Regions from separate parts of the Mus musculus genome. Here regions 2, 3 and 4 are each linked to region 1. The links are chromatin contacts, called in public HiChIP or PLAC-seq and promoter capture Hi-C maps. All regions are on one chromosome and are shown on one strand. The core of a region is the stretch at or near the end of the contact, and the rest is flanking DNA. Distances in the headings are between cores, read along the strand shown.

Region 1 (3,088 bases), core at 276-2,775:
ACTTTCATCCATTTCCACAGTGGGTGGGCATCGTCCCCATTTACACAGATCTTGCTGTACATGTCAAACTTGACGTTGTAGCCGGCTGCAAACTCCTTGATTTCTTGATTACTTCCTGGCTCCTGCAGGAAGCAACATTTACTTGGAAGATACACTACACTGTACACTGAGACACACACACACACTGACACAGCCCCCCACCCCCACCCCGTATGAGGGGCATTGCCTGGGGAACAGCCACACACCTGCCTCCCAAACTGGTTGCAGGGGAAGGCCAGGATTCGTAAACCACACTCAGCATATCGGGCATGCAGATCGACTAGCTGAGTGTAGTTTACGTCAGTTTTGCCTCATTGCGAGGCCACGTTGGTGACGATGCACACGAAACCCCTGGGAGAGAGAAAGAGTGGGAATGAAGCCAGTCAGGAAATCCCCATTTTCAGACCAGCCATGCACACCGCCCATATGACTAGAAACCCACCTGTACTTATCCAGGCAGACCATGTGCCCGTCGATGTCCTTGGCTGAGAATTCGTGCATGGAGCGCGCACAGCGCCAATCATCGCGGGATGCACACTGTAAAACAGGAAAACTGAGTGTCCTAACCCAGGTCCCCTAGGGGAGAAGAATCCGGTGCCAAAGAAAGAAAGTCCTGGGGCACTAGGTGGAGGAGTCTCAAGGTTCCTTCCATTAAGTACGCCCCTTTCAGGTCGTCCTGATAAGATCTGTGGACACCCCTAGAATATGCTACCAGGGAAGAGGACGGCAGGGGTATCCCTGGCCGCACACCAAGCCCAGGAACTCGGAGCTGTTGCAGTACTGGGGAGGCTCTTGCAGCAGAGGCCCCGGGTTGAAAGGTTCAGGAATGGGCTCCATCCGGCGAGGGCGCGCCCTCCTGCGGCGGCGCGCGCGCGCTTTCCTTCGCCGAGGGCCCGGGCGTTTCCTAGGACTTTGGCGTCCAGGTCCACGGCGTCGCCGGCCTCTCGGGGATCCGCCGCGCTGTCTGCAGCGTCCCCGCTTGCGGGCGGCCGCGCGGCCCATGCCCGCCGGTCTGTGCGTCCCAAGCACAGCGCGGGGACAAAGAGCCGGTAGCCAAGGCGCCGCCGACTGTGACGCACCAGGCCGGGCAGGGCGCGTGACCAGGTCAGAGCCCGCTATGGTGACCCCGACACCGGTTCTCACCGCCCAAGGACCTCCCGCGCCGAGGCCTAGCCTTGTTCAACCCCGGAGATGCCTATCAGGCTCCGCTTTCCCACCTGGGTGCCCCCTTCTCTAGCTAACCGATCCCACGACCCCTGATCTCCACCCTGGATACGGTGACCCGACTCCGAACCCCGCCCCCACCCGCGATCCTCCAAGTTCCCAGTAGCCCACCATGGTGCCTGCCAGACCAGGCGCAGCCAGAGCCCCGCACAGCAGTGCTGGCTTAAGTAAGCGGCTCAGACGGCCCCAGCTCATCTCGGCGGCCGGAGCCAGCGGCTCCTCCCCTCACGCAGCCGACCAATGGACGCGCGAGGCCGAGTATGGCTTGCCCGCCCTCGGGCACGCCCACTGACGTCTCTTATTGGTCAGATGCGCCTGCGCTAAGACGCGAGGCCCCTGCAGCCAATGGGAAGCCTGAATGAAGGGACGGCTTGGGCGGGGCTGGGCTTACGAGTTTGTTGTTATCAGCAACTGCGCATGCCCAGTGATAGGGACGCGGGAGAAACGGGAGCCGCGTTCTCGCGGACGACGCGTTGGAGGGCTGTGGACAGTTATCCGCGAGGTTGCCTGCAGCGGAGCAGGGTGCCAGGGCGCTTTGGGGAACCTCTGGGAATAGAAAGCGTGTCAAAGTCATCCCCTTAAAGAGCCCCTTTGAAAGTACAGGAGTCTCCTTTTTCTACTGGAAACAGAATCTCATGTAACCCAGGCTAGCCTTGGACTGTTTATATAGCAGAGGATGACCTTGAACCCCTGGACCGCCAGCCTCAGCCTACTGAGTGCTGGGATCTCGGTGTCGGCCAATCCCCACATCCCTTCCATTTCTATTTTCTTTATCAGAGGTTGCCTCCTGTAGCTCAGGCTAACCTAAACTATGGAATGGCAAAAGTGTGCTGCCATGAGGTGTAGGGATGGAACCCAGAACCTGCAGCATGCAAGTGAGGGCTCTCAACCCATTGAGTCCCGAACCCCAGATGTAGCTTCTCCCCCCCCCCTCGACCCCCAATTTTACAGTTCAGCCGGTCTTAGAACTCAGCAATCCTGCCTTAGACTCCTAGGTACTAGGGTGATAGATAGGTCAATGACACCAGGCCCTATCTTGTCACCTGTAGATATTGATTCCTGTGAAGTTGATTTGAGGGGGTGATAAGAGGGCTTGGTGAGAAAGCCATTGCCATGAAAACACAGGACTATGTCCCAATCGAAGCACCCACGCAATCTGGTGCACAAGGATGCTCTTGTAATTCCAGAACCTGCGATTCCGAGGCTGGAGCATCCCTGCAGCTAAGTCAGGTCACCCAAGTACTCGTGGTCAGAGAGAGAACCTGCCTCAAAACCAAGATGGAGATGGGCCTAGTGGTCACACTCTTAGCCCCAGCCCTTGGAGCCTAGAGGGCAGCCTGGTCTGGTAAGCAAGTTCCAGGTCAGCCAAGGCTACAGTGAACCCTGTGTCAGGAAAGCAAGGTGGCAAGAGACATATAAATAGTTACTATTGTCCTCAGAGGTCCCTGCCTACATCAAAGAAGCCACAGGTCTTAGGGGCCTAAGTGAGAAGCTGAAGGCCCAACAGTTCCTCCTGCAACTTCACCTATGGCCTTGTCCAGCCCCCACAGCTCTCAGCCCAGCACTGGGCCCTTTGCCCTCCCCGTGTCACAGGAGTGACTCAGGACATTCCTCAGCTCAGCTGCCTGTCCACGCCCTCGCCTGGACTCTAATCCCTTCAATCCTCTTTTTCTGAACCCTGGAGTAAGCCATCCGCGAGACAGGAGCCCTCCCGGGGATCTGGGTCCAAGGGAGCTCACGCCCCACGGGCAGACACCCCCCCCCCCAAGGTTAAGATGATCTGGGGTGTCAGATACATTCTTGCCCAATCCTGTCCTGTAAGTTC
Region 2 (3,088 bases), core at 305-2,804, 250 kb after region 1:
GCCGACATAGAGGCAATGTCCCAAGAAGACAACTTCCATCCCTCAGTCCCTTCCTTTTCCATATTGTCGCTGCTTGGTCACAAGTACAGTGCGCGCAGCTGAGCCCTCCCTGCGCACCCCTCCCCACCCCCAGGCGCCACTGCCACGGTGGATGGCGGGCCCGCGGGAGGCGGTCGCCCTGGCAACCTCGCTGTCCCCATGGCAACGCGAGGCCCCGAGTGTGGAGGTGGAGCCTGCGCTGAGCATCCACCCCCGGCCCAGTGCTAGGGGGCTGCGAGACATCCAGTAGCTTTAAGGGGTGCGGGGAGAGGGCGTTTTACTCCTATTTTGGTTTTGGCGTGCCCACACATCTCCCTAGAAAGGGTCCGGACAAGGCAATGAAGGTTAAGAGGGAAGAAATATGCAAATCATTAAGCCCAAATCATATCTACAGGCGCAGCCTGTGATTTCAGCAATAGACACACTGAGGCAGGAGGATAGTGAGTTCAAAGCCAGCCTGAAAAACTTGGTGTGACCCGGTATCAAAATACAGAGTGAAAAGAGACTTTGGGGCTGAGGTAGAGATGGTGGGAGTTGCTCCAAACATGTAAGAGGCCCAGGTCATCCCCGCATTCAGGAGGATGGGGTTCCGGGAGTCAGTTCAAGGTCATCCCTAGTTACACAGAGAGCTGGGAAGCAGCCTGGGCTATGTGGGACTCTTATCTCCAAAAATAAAAATAAAAATAAGCAGGGACATAGTGGCAAAAGCCTTTAATCCCAGCACCCCAGAGGCAGGCAAATCTCTGAGTTCGAGACCAGCTTGGTCTACAGAGCAAGTTCTGGGAAAGAGAAACAATGTCTCAAAAAACAAACCAAACCAAAACAAAAAAGGTTTTATTTTATATGTGTGTGTGTGTGCAAATAGAGCGGGGCACAGTGGCGGATGTCTACCATCCCTGTGCTTGGGAGGCTAAGCAAGGGAACTTTCAGTAAGCTTGAGGCCAGCCTGGGCTACACACACCCTGCGAGAAACCCCCGTGGGATGACCTTTGGATTGGGGTAGGGGCTGGGAAACACCAAATAGAGGCCATATCTACAAAGGTCTTGTATAAGCATGGAGAAGCTGACATTTAGTTTTAGTGAGACAGATGGCGTGCTGCCAGCTGTGTGTCCCCAGCCAGGTGACTTGTGGTCTCTGCTGAGCCTGTCCTGGTGCCTCTGGAGATGGAGACAGTGGGCACCAGCTCGGAGCACCCCATGCCCATTCAGCCTGCCACTCAAGGAGTCGCACCTTCTGGGGATTATTTTCGGGCACCCAGTGGGGGATCTGGGCTCCTTTGCTGCTTTGTGTGGGCGGTTGAGGACCAGGGAGGGCCTCATCTCCCAGCTCCTGAGATAATTCAGCTCCAGATGAGATAATGGGAAGCCAGTGACAGCCCAGCCCAAGCCTTGGCTTCCAGTTTTGTTTTTGCAAGGCCCAGAGAGGTTATGCAACAGGCCCAAGGTCACCCAGCGGCCAGGGCGGCTCAGGCAGGGATGGGGTGGGGGAGGGGCACAGGGGGTGTTGACCATGCTTCTCCTTCCACAGCCTGGGCAGCTCCAGTGTCCGGCAGGGCAGCAATGAGAGGGATCAAGCTGGTCAGGCATGGAGCCCAGTGCCCAGAACATTCCTGAAGCTAAATGAAAGGAAAGCGCTGATGGTAACCTTGGCCGGGAGGGGAGGGGGCGGTGATGAGTGGGGACTGACAGGGCAGCCCTTCCCCCACTGAAGCCTCCAGTGTGGGGTTGCCCAATCCACCTGTCTGGCACCCCCTCCCCTCGGAGCACCCCGTGTCTCCTGGGCTCTTACTATTTGACACATTTAGAAACACGCAAACCACCACCACCACCACCCCAGGCTCTAAACCCTAACCTAACCCTATCCCTTAGGCTGGCTTTCCCTTCTTTTCATCAGCTCCAGCCTTTCCATCCCCCAAGATAAGCTGGGCACAGCCTCTTCCCCCAGGGAGCTCTGCAGGGAGTCTCCTCAGGCTGGAGGGGAGACTCAGTCATCTCCCAGCAGGGCAGGCCCATGCCAGGGGAATGGAGACTTTGGCCACTAACCTGTGGTTGGATGAGAAGCTGGACCCTGCCCTGGATCCTCACAGGTGAAATGAAAACTCAGGCATATTCTAATGCAGAGATCAGTTTCCACAGACACGTCGTTCCCCCCCCCCCCCAACACTTCCAGGAGCGATCCTCAAACATCTGGAGCCTGCTGTGTCCCCTGAACCTTGGTGCTTGCCATTCTGCCTCCCCCAGATCTCACCCAGGCCACCCCTGACCATCTTAATTCTCAGCTCAAACACTCCTTAGCCCTAACCTCCATGACTCATGACACTTCATCATTTTTTGTGTCCCATAAGAACAAAAAGAGCAGGCTGGCAAAATGGCTCAGCGGGTAAGAGCACTGACTGCTCTTCTGAAGGTCCTGAGTTCAAATCCCAGCAACTACATGGTGGCTCACAACCAACCGTAATGAGATCTGACGCCCTTTTCTGACGTGTCTGAAGACAGCTACAATGTATAATAATAAATAAATCTTTGGGCTGGAGCGAACGGAGTTGACTGGAGTGAGGAGTGAGCAGGGGTCCTAAAAATTCAATTCCCAACAACCACATGAAGGTTCACAACCATCTGTTCAGCTACAGTGTACTCACATACATAAAATAAATAAATCTTAAAAAAAAAAAAAGAACAAAAAGCGCAAAGCTTCAGCATATGTCACGGCACGGAGTGACGGAACGACAGGAGCGGCCGCACCCCTGCACAGTGTGGGGCTCCATCCGGAGACTGGAAGCTGAAGACCTAGGGTGGAGTGACTGCTGCCGGTGGGAGCTTCATTTTGGGGTAGTGGGGTGTTGTGGCGCGGTGGGTCTCAACCTTCCTGCTACTGCAACACTTTCATACGGTCCCGCATGTTGGGTGGGGGTTGGGTGACCCCAATCATAAACTTATTTCATAGTTACTTCATAACTGTAATTTCAGTACTGTTAGGAATGTGGGCATCTGCGTTTTCCCATGGTCTTAGGTGACTCCTGTGAGAGGCTTGTGGGGCTGTGACCCGTGG
Region 3 (3,088 bases), core at 413-2,912, 200 kb before region 1:
GCTGGAGGTGCCAGCAGCAGGTGTTTGTTTTAACTGGCATAGGGTCTCTTTGTGTTGCCTAAGCTGCTTCTGAACTCTGACCTCAGGAGAGCCTTCTGAGCAGCTAGGACTGCATGAAGCACAAGTCTGGCTCAGACCAGATTTCTGTGCTGTCATGCTGGGAATGAAATGTGGGGCCCTGAACACATTCAGTGAATGTTTTAACACTGGACCACATCTCCAGGCCTCCTCCTCTTCCTGCCTTTTAAAATGGTATTACTATGTATCCATGGCCGGCCTGGAACTCCCAGAAATCTTAGTGCCCTTCTTTTGAAGCAGGGATCCAGTATAGCCCAGGCTAGGCTCATCCTGCCTCAGCGTCCCAAGGGATGGGATCACAGCTGTACAGTACAATGCCTTACAGCAAACATCCTCCTTGTTGTCTCTAAGGTGTTAGTTTCTCCTTCAAATAGGACCACAGTAAGGTCTATTAACTGTCACCAGCAAGATCACAGCTGAGCCTGAGTGAATTCAGGCGCCAGCAGTCAACACCACGAATCACCAAGCCCTCCACTCTTCAAGGGGGCTACATCACAGCTGGGCTGGGTACAGTGGTGGGGTCTGTAACCCCAGCAATGAGAGACTGTAGCAGGAACATGAGTTTGATATGACTCTAGGCCACACAGGAAGACCCTATCTTTAAAAGAAAAAATAATGTTGGGTATAGTAGTAAGTCTGTCATCCTAGTATTTGGGGTCAGAGCCTGGAGGATCAGGAGTTCAAAGTCAGCCTCTTATACATGAGATCCTGTCTCCAAAGCAGGCATTTGGGGCTGGAGTTGTGTTGGCAGAGTCCCTGCCTGGCATGCACCAAGCTCTTAGTTCCATCCCTGGTGCTGTATAAATGGGCTTGACTGTGCACACCTGCCATCCCAGCATTAGCAGTGAAGGCATTCGGATGAAGCCTTCAAGATCACCCACAGTATAGAGTTTGAGCTAGGACCCATCAGACACTGTCTCAAAGCAACAACAAAACACAGAAGGAGTTAGACCCGACTTCCTGAGTTCTCCCACTCCTTATGTTAACACTGCAACCTGCTAGGCGATGGGAGGTTCCACTTAGCAACTGTCGCTCACGTCTACCAAACTGCACAGGTGTTTAATCCCTGTACATAAAGAGAAAGACACCAAAGCTTTGGCAGGGAAACTAAGACATCTGCTCTAGAGGCCCTTGCTAGCTGTCCAGGTTGGGGATGAGATGGAAAGAGCCACCGGGTGGGTGGCCTAAGTGTCCTGGGCCTCTCCCCTGTCCCACTCTGTGCTTCGGGGACATCAGCCGGGTTTCTGCAGTCAGCTTCCTGAGGTTGGAAGATACACAGGCCTCAGCGTTCCCGACTATAATCAGGGACGATAGCAGGAGGCCTGCAACTTGCTATGTAGACCATGCAGAACTGTGTAACGTGAATTCAAACATGCTTCGGCCTAATGCTAGACACCGACATTACCGAGGGCTGGGATCTGACCTATAGGTCTCTACGGTCCCAACGCCTCTCAACACTAGGCTTGGGCTCCAAGGTCCCCGCAGCGCCAGCTCGGAGCCCAGGACTACGCCACTCTCCCGACCGCAAGGGCTTCACTCACCCGCCAGCGCCGCCATCTTGGCCTCGGCCTTCAGACAACCTCTGCGGTCCGTCCTCCAAAGAGTTCCGGTTCTAGTCCAACGCCCAAATAGACACCAGCGGAAACCCGCACCACAAGCCGAGTGGTTCTGACCCGCTTTATACCTGTGGTCGCGTCCGCGCAGAGTGCGCCACGGTCGTCCTGTGACAAACAGGAAACAGCGACAAAATAAAGAACTTCCACTTTATTCAGTATTAGGGAATGAAAAAGTCGCTGTGGTCGTCCCTGGGTGGGCTCGAACCACCAACCTTTCGGTTAACAGCCGAACGCGCTAACCGATTGCGCCACAGAGACGACATTAGTCAGCTGCTTATAGTATAACCCTACAAGGTTTGACAGACAAATTGTGAAGTGCGCTTGCGCGCTAAAGCAATGGCACGGGGCGGAGGGAGGGTGTTACCGACAAACAGCGCGTCGCCGAAATAGCTCAGTTGGGAGAGCGTTAGACTGAAGATCTAAAGGTCCCTGGTTCGATCCCGGGTTTCGGCAAGTGTTTTTAACTCATTGATGAACCTGTCTTCCGTTTTTGAGATTTTTGATTCGTTTTGAACCACAGTCTTGAATTAGTCCAATCCAATGTTGAACTTTTACGTTCTATTTACATATTAGCAATCAGTCCTGCATTCTTCCAATTAATAGGTCTAAAGCCATTACTGACTATGAAATGTAAAAGTATCGGGGTGAATTGTTTACACACCTGTCAGACTAGCACCCCAGAGAAGCAGGAGGATGTGTACGAGGACAAGTTCTTCCTCTCAAAAAGCCAAAATTATTATTGTTGTTGGTAATGATGTTGTTAAGTAACTTTTTTTTTTTTTTCTTTTTTGGTTTTTCGAGACAGGGTTTCTCTGTATAGTCCTGGCTGTCCTGGAACTCACTCTGTAAACCAGGCTGGCCTTGAACTCAGAAATTCACCTGCCTCTGCCTCCCAAAGGTAACATTTTTTTAAAATGGCTCAGCAGAGCATTGGTTCCTCTTTCAAAAGAATGGGAATTCAATTCCCAGCATCCCATAACCTTCTAAAACTCCAATTCATGGGTCTCTGATGGCTCTTTTGATCTCTCCAGGCACCAGGCATGCATGCAGTCAAAACACCCACACATAAAATAATAAAGTAAAATGAATAAATGTAGGTGGTTAGTGAGCACTCTCTCCTATCACGCAGAAGACCCTGGTTCCACCTCGGCACCACATAAACAAGGCATGTGTGGCGTGCCTGTCATTCCAGCCCTGGGGAGGTTGAGGCAGGAGAGTTAGGAGTCCTTGGCTAGACAGCAAACTCAAGGCCAACCATGATAATGAGAATGATAAAGGTCTGAACTGGTTCAGTGGATAAAAGCAGTTGACTGCTGCTAGACCTGAGTTAGATCTCTAGATCCCACAAGGTGGCAGGAGAGAACTGGAGTCCGAAAGTTGTCCCAGGCATGGGT
Region 4 (3,088 bases), core at 272-2,771, 170 kb before region 1:
AATAAAATTTAACAGATCCCCTCTTTAAGGTTGCACGCAAACTATGCTGCAGCAGCAAAGCTCACAAGCCCTCCCTGCCTCGGGCCTGAAGGGTGGCTGCAGCACACACCACACTCCACATACCCCATTCCCTGGAAGGACAGGGACAGATGCAGGGTTCTGGCAGAAGCAGCCAGGGCTGTGAACAGAAATGGAAAGATGGGGGAAGGGGGACCAAAGCAGCAGGAAGGACGGCAGGAACAAGGGAACTACCAGCAGAAACAAGGGTTTATGTAGTAGAAGGGATCGTAGAAGCAGGAAAGGTTTTCCAGAGGGATTACAGGCAGCAGAGTTGGGGGAACAGGGTTCCCAGCAAGGATGGGAGTTCATTAAAGCAGGGTGGGGTTTCAGGAGATAACAAGGGCTCTGCAGCGTTATGGGAACTCAGACAACAAAAGATGAGGCTCAGGTAACAAGGACTGGGGTTTGGGCAGCAAATATGTCCATAGCAAAGAAAGAGGTTCAGGTAGGAGTCAGGTAAAAGAGGTGGGGTTTGCAGTAGGGAAACAAAGATGGGGTTCACAGAGGAACTGAGATTCAAGCTGCAGAAACTTGAGTTCAGCAGGAAATATAGGGTTTACAGCAATGAATGGGAGGTCAGGCTAGAGGGAGTTTGGGCGCGGAGACTGCGATTCTGACATGAAACTCAGAGTTCACAACAGGGATAAGGTTCGAGCAGCAAATTGGGGGCTTAGACTGCAGAGAGGGGGTCAAAGGGAAGAAATAAGGCAAGAAATCCAGAATTTTCAGCAAGGACATAAATTCAGGCTGCTGAGACAGGGTACCAAGCAGTAAATTCACGATTCAGGCGGCACGGGGTGTGTGTGTGTATGTGTGTAATGTTGGGTTGATACTGCAGAGGTCGAGGTATCCGGTCAATAAGGGGCCTCCAGCAGGAAACTCGGGGTCTTAGCAAGGACACGGGTTCAGGCTGCAAAAAAGGGGTATAAGGTAGGAAACTCGGGGCTCAGGTTGCAGAAGAGAGATATAAGGCCGGAAATACGGGGTTCAGGCTGCAGAAGATAGGGATCAGGCCGGAAATACGAGGCTCTCGGCAGGGATGGGGCTCAGGCTGCAGAGAAGGGGACTTAGGTCAGAAACACAGGGTTTGCACCAGGAAACGAGGTTCTCAGCCCCCCAGGGGCCTCGGCCGCACGTGGGCCCTGCGCAGAACCGGACGCGGCCCAGCTGGTCCAGCCCAGCCGCCGCCCTTCCCCAGGCTCTCCGCCTGCACCCCGCCCGGCCCTCCCCAGGCCGCAGCGGGCTCACCCACCCAGCCCGCCTGACGCGGCGTCCGAGCCTGAGCGACCAGGCCGCGGCGGTCCCAACGGCGGAAGCCCGCCCGCCAACCGCCGCCGCAAGCCCGCGCGCTCACCGCCTCCGCCGCCGCGCAGATCCCCGCGGGCTAGGGGCGGGGCCTGCCTCACAGCGGCGCCGAGTCCCGCCCGCGCCGCCGCCCAATGGGAACTGCGTACCTGCGCCTCGACCCCGCCCCCCAAGAGCGCGCCACCTCCTGCGGGCCACGCCTCAGCCCATCGGTCACGCCCTCCACCGCCTTCCCTCCTGCCCAACTTGTGGAGTGCGCGGCGAGGGCTCCCCCTGGGCCCGAGGCAGGGTAGACCGGGAGGCCCGCTCCAAGTCCCACCCCCCGCTGCTGGCCAATAAGAAGATGGAGCTCACATCATGGCCCCTCCCACAGACGGCGGCGGCCTCCCTAGACCACGCCTCAGCCCGTAGTCCACGCCCCAGTTTTCCTACATCCTGCAATGGTTCCTGAGACGGAAAGTGGGCCCTTTTTCCAGACAGATTTCCGCCTGCGAGCAGCTATGCGAAGACAGAGGGGGGTTGGGAAGGCGAAGGCCTCACGAGCTCCTCACAGACTTCTAGTACCTTCCAGCTTCCGAAGTAACCCGATTCCCACCCCAGAAGGAAGTTATCCCACCTATGTGGGAAAAAAAAAAAGCCATCCAGTGAGGATGCCCAAGTCCTGAAGTGGAAAATAGAATGTGAGATGGCCTCATACCTAGGTCCCCAAGCATAGTCAGCGACTGGGAGGGAGGGGGGCTGCATCCAGGACCTGTATCCATGGACTTTTCTAGAACTGGAAGTTTCCAGTTTGGCTGCCGACAAATGTTTTTGTTTTTGTTTTTTTGAGACAGGATCTTTCTGTATAGCTGTGGCTGTCCTGGTACTCACTTTGTAGAGACCAGGCTGGCCTCAAACTCTACCTGCCTCTGCCTGCCAAATGCTGGGATTAAAGGCGTGTGCCACCACTGCAGGTGAGGTTCACACTCAAATTCTTAACTAAGGCAGTTAGGCTGCTCACCTGAGCAATGTCACTGACCTGGTCTCTCATGACTGTTTTTCCTTTTTAAAATGGTTTACTTATTCCCATTTCATGCGCATTGGCGTTTGCCTGCATGCATGTCTGTGTGAAGCCATCAGATCTTGGAGTACTACAGGAAGTTGTGAGGGGCCACGTGGGTGCTGGGATTTGAACCTCCATCCTCTGGAAGAGCCATCTCTCCAACCTAAGTGTTTTTCTACTGTGCTTATTACAGATGGAGAACAAGTGTTGTTGTTGGCCACAGAGGTGAGATGACGGGCCTGCACCCTGGGTGTCATTAGGATGGTGGCTTGTGCCACAAGTGACATGGGGTCAGGAATCCCAGGCCCAGAAGCTTAGATGGCAGTACTAGGGTCTCCTGACAGCACTGGCCAAAGTGGGCAGTGTGTGTGTGTTCTAGGCCACTGATTCTCAGGTAATTCTCTTGAAGTGAGGATTGTCACATTGTCACCACCAAGCATTACTGGTCTGCATAAGCTTGGAGGTTATGCGTGGTGGAGGGGATGTGGGTGAGTGGGTGGTGTGAGCGTGTCCGTGGGATGCATGGGATGGCCAGGTCTCTCAGCAAGGTTGGTTCTATAGGTTCACAATTGAAGCAGAAGCAGTGAGCAAAAGATGGTAATGTAAGGAATTAGTTAAACCCAGTCACCAGTTAACCAACCCATTCATCAGTTTAGCCGTTTACTAATCAACCCATCCATT

The links. Promoter capture Hi-C pulls out the DNA fragments that hold promoters and counts their contacts. HiChIP or PLAC-seq counts read pairs in DNA pulled down with a chosen protein or histone mark. Capture Hi-C pulls out chosen DNA fragments and counts their contacts.
Region 2: a promoter capture Hi-C map of pre-B cells shows a contact between it and region 1, with 2.5 times the contacts expected there. The contact joins the enhancer-like site here to the promoter of Gpx4 in region 1. A contact is called at or near these places in 5 of 39 promoter capture datasets (cranial neural crest, embryonic stem cells, frontonasal cranial neural crest and 2 more), 2 of 115 datasets of contacts at active chromatin or transcription factors (extraembryonic endoderm stem cells and pancreatic cancer cells) and 3 of 9 other capture datasets (adipose tissue, liver and pancreatic islet).
Region 3: a FOXA1 HiChIP or PLAC-seq map of pancreatic cancer cells shows a contact between it and region 1. The contact joins the promoter of Ndufs7 here to the promoter of Gpx4 in region 1. A contact is called at or near these places in 11 of 39 promoter capture datasets (the 3T3-L1 cell line, cranial neural crest, embryonic stem cells and 5 more), 11 of 484 Hi-C or Micro-C datasets (the C10 cell line, the C2C12 cell line, CD4 T cells and 8 more), 4 of 115 datasets of contacts at active chromatin or transcription factors (embryonic limb bud, embryonic stem cells and pancreatic cancer cells) and 3 of 9 other capture datasets (adipose tissue, liver and pancreatic islet).
Region 4: a promoter capture Hi-C map of liver shows a contact between it and region 1. The contact joins the promoter of Pwwp3a here to the promoter of Gpx4 in region 1. A contact is called at or near these places in 2 of 39 promoter capture datasets (both in liver), 2 of 484 Hi-C or Micro-C datasets (embryonic stem cells and muscle stem cells), 2 of 115 datasets of contacts at active chromatin or transcription factors (embryonic stem cells and pancreatic cancer cells) and 3 of 9 other capture datasets (adipose tissue, liver and pancreatic islet).

Annotation. Positions count from the first base shown.
Region 1 is chr10:80,052,002-80,055,089 of GRCm38.p6, reverse strand. Gpx4 (glutathione peroxidase 4) reads right to left here and starts at 1,525. Exons shown (of 7, transcript NM_008162.4): 1 at 1,375-1,525; 2 at 482-576; 3 at 246-390; 4 at 1-122. The coding sequence starts at 1,458.
Region 2 is chr10:79,800,962-79,804,049 of GRCm38.p6, reverse strand. The region is part of intron 1 of Palm (paralemmin); the gene reads right to left. Gm40713 (a long non-coding RNA gene) reads left to right here. Exons shown (of 4, transcript XR_871867.3): 2 at 1,568-2,126. Among named protein-coding and RNA genes, the nearest start is that of Gm40713, 4.5 kb to the left of the region's middle. Within about 2 kb of position 1,554, at least 100 of the 459 cell types and tissues checked have an H3K27ac peak or open chromatin away from gene starts, as enhancers often do. A contact at or near this core is called in adipose tissue and liver, where this site is marked.
Region 3 is chr10:80,248,023-80,251,110 of GRCm38.p6, reverse strand. Ndufs7 (NADH:ubiquinone oxidoreductase core subunit S7) reads right to left here and starts at 1,662. Exons shown (of 8, transcript NM_029272.4): 1 at 1,620-1,662. The coding sequence starts at 1,635. It overlaps n-TFgaa3 (a tRNA gene), which reads left to right and starts at 2,075; the gene lies at 2,075-2,147. n-TNgtt7 (a tRNA gene) reads right to left here and starts at 1,952; the gene lies at 1,879-1,952.
Region 4 is chr10:80,225,031-80,228,118 of GRCm38.p6, reverse strand. Pwwp3a (PWWP domain containing 3A, DNA repair factor) reads right to left here and starts at 1,521. Exons shown (of 14, transcript NM_023431.5): 1 at 1,415-1,521.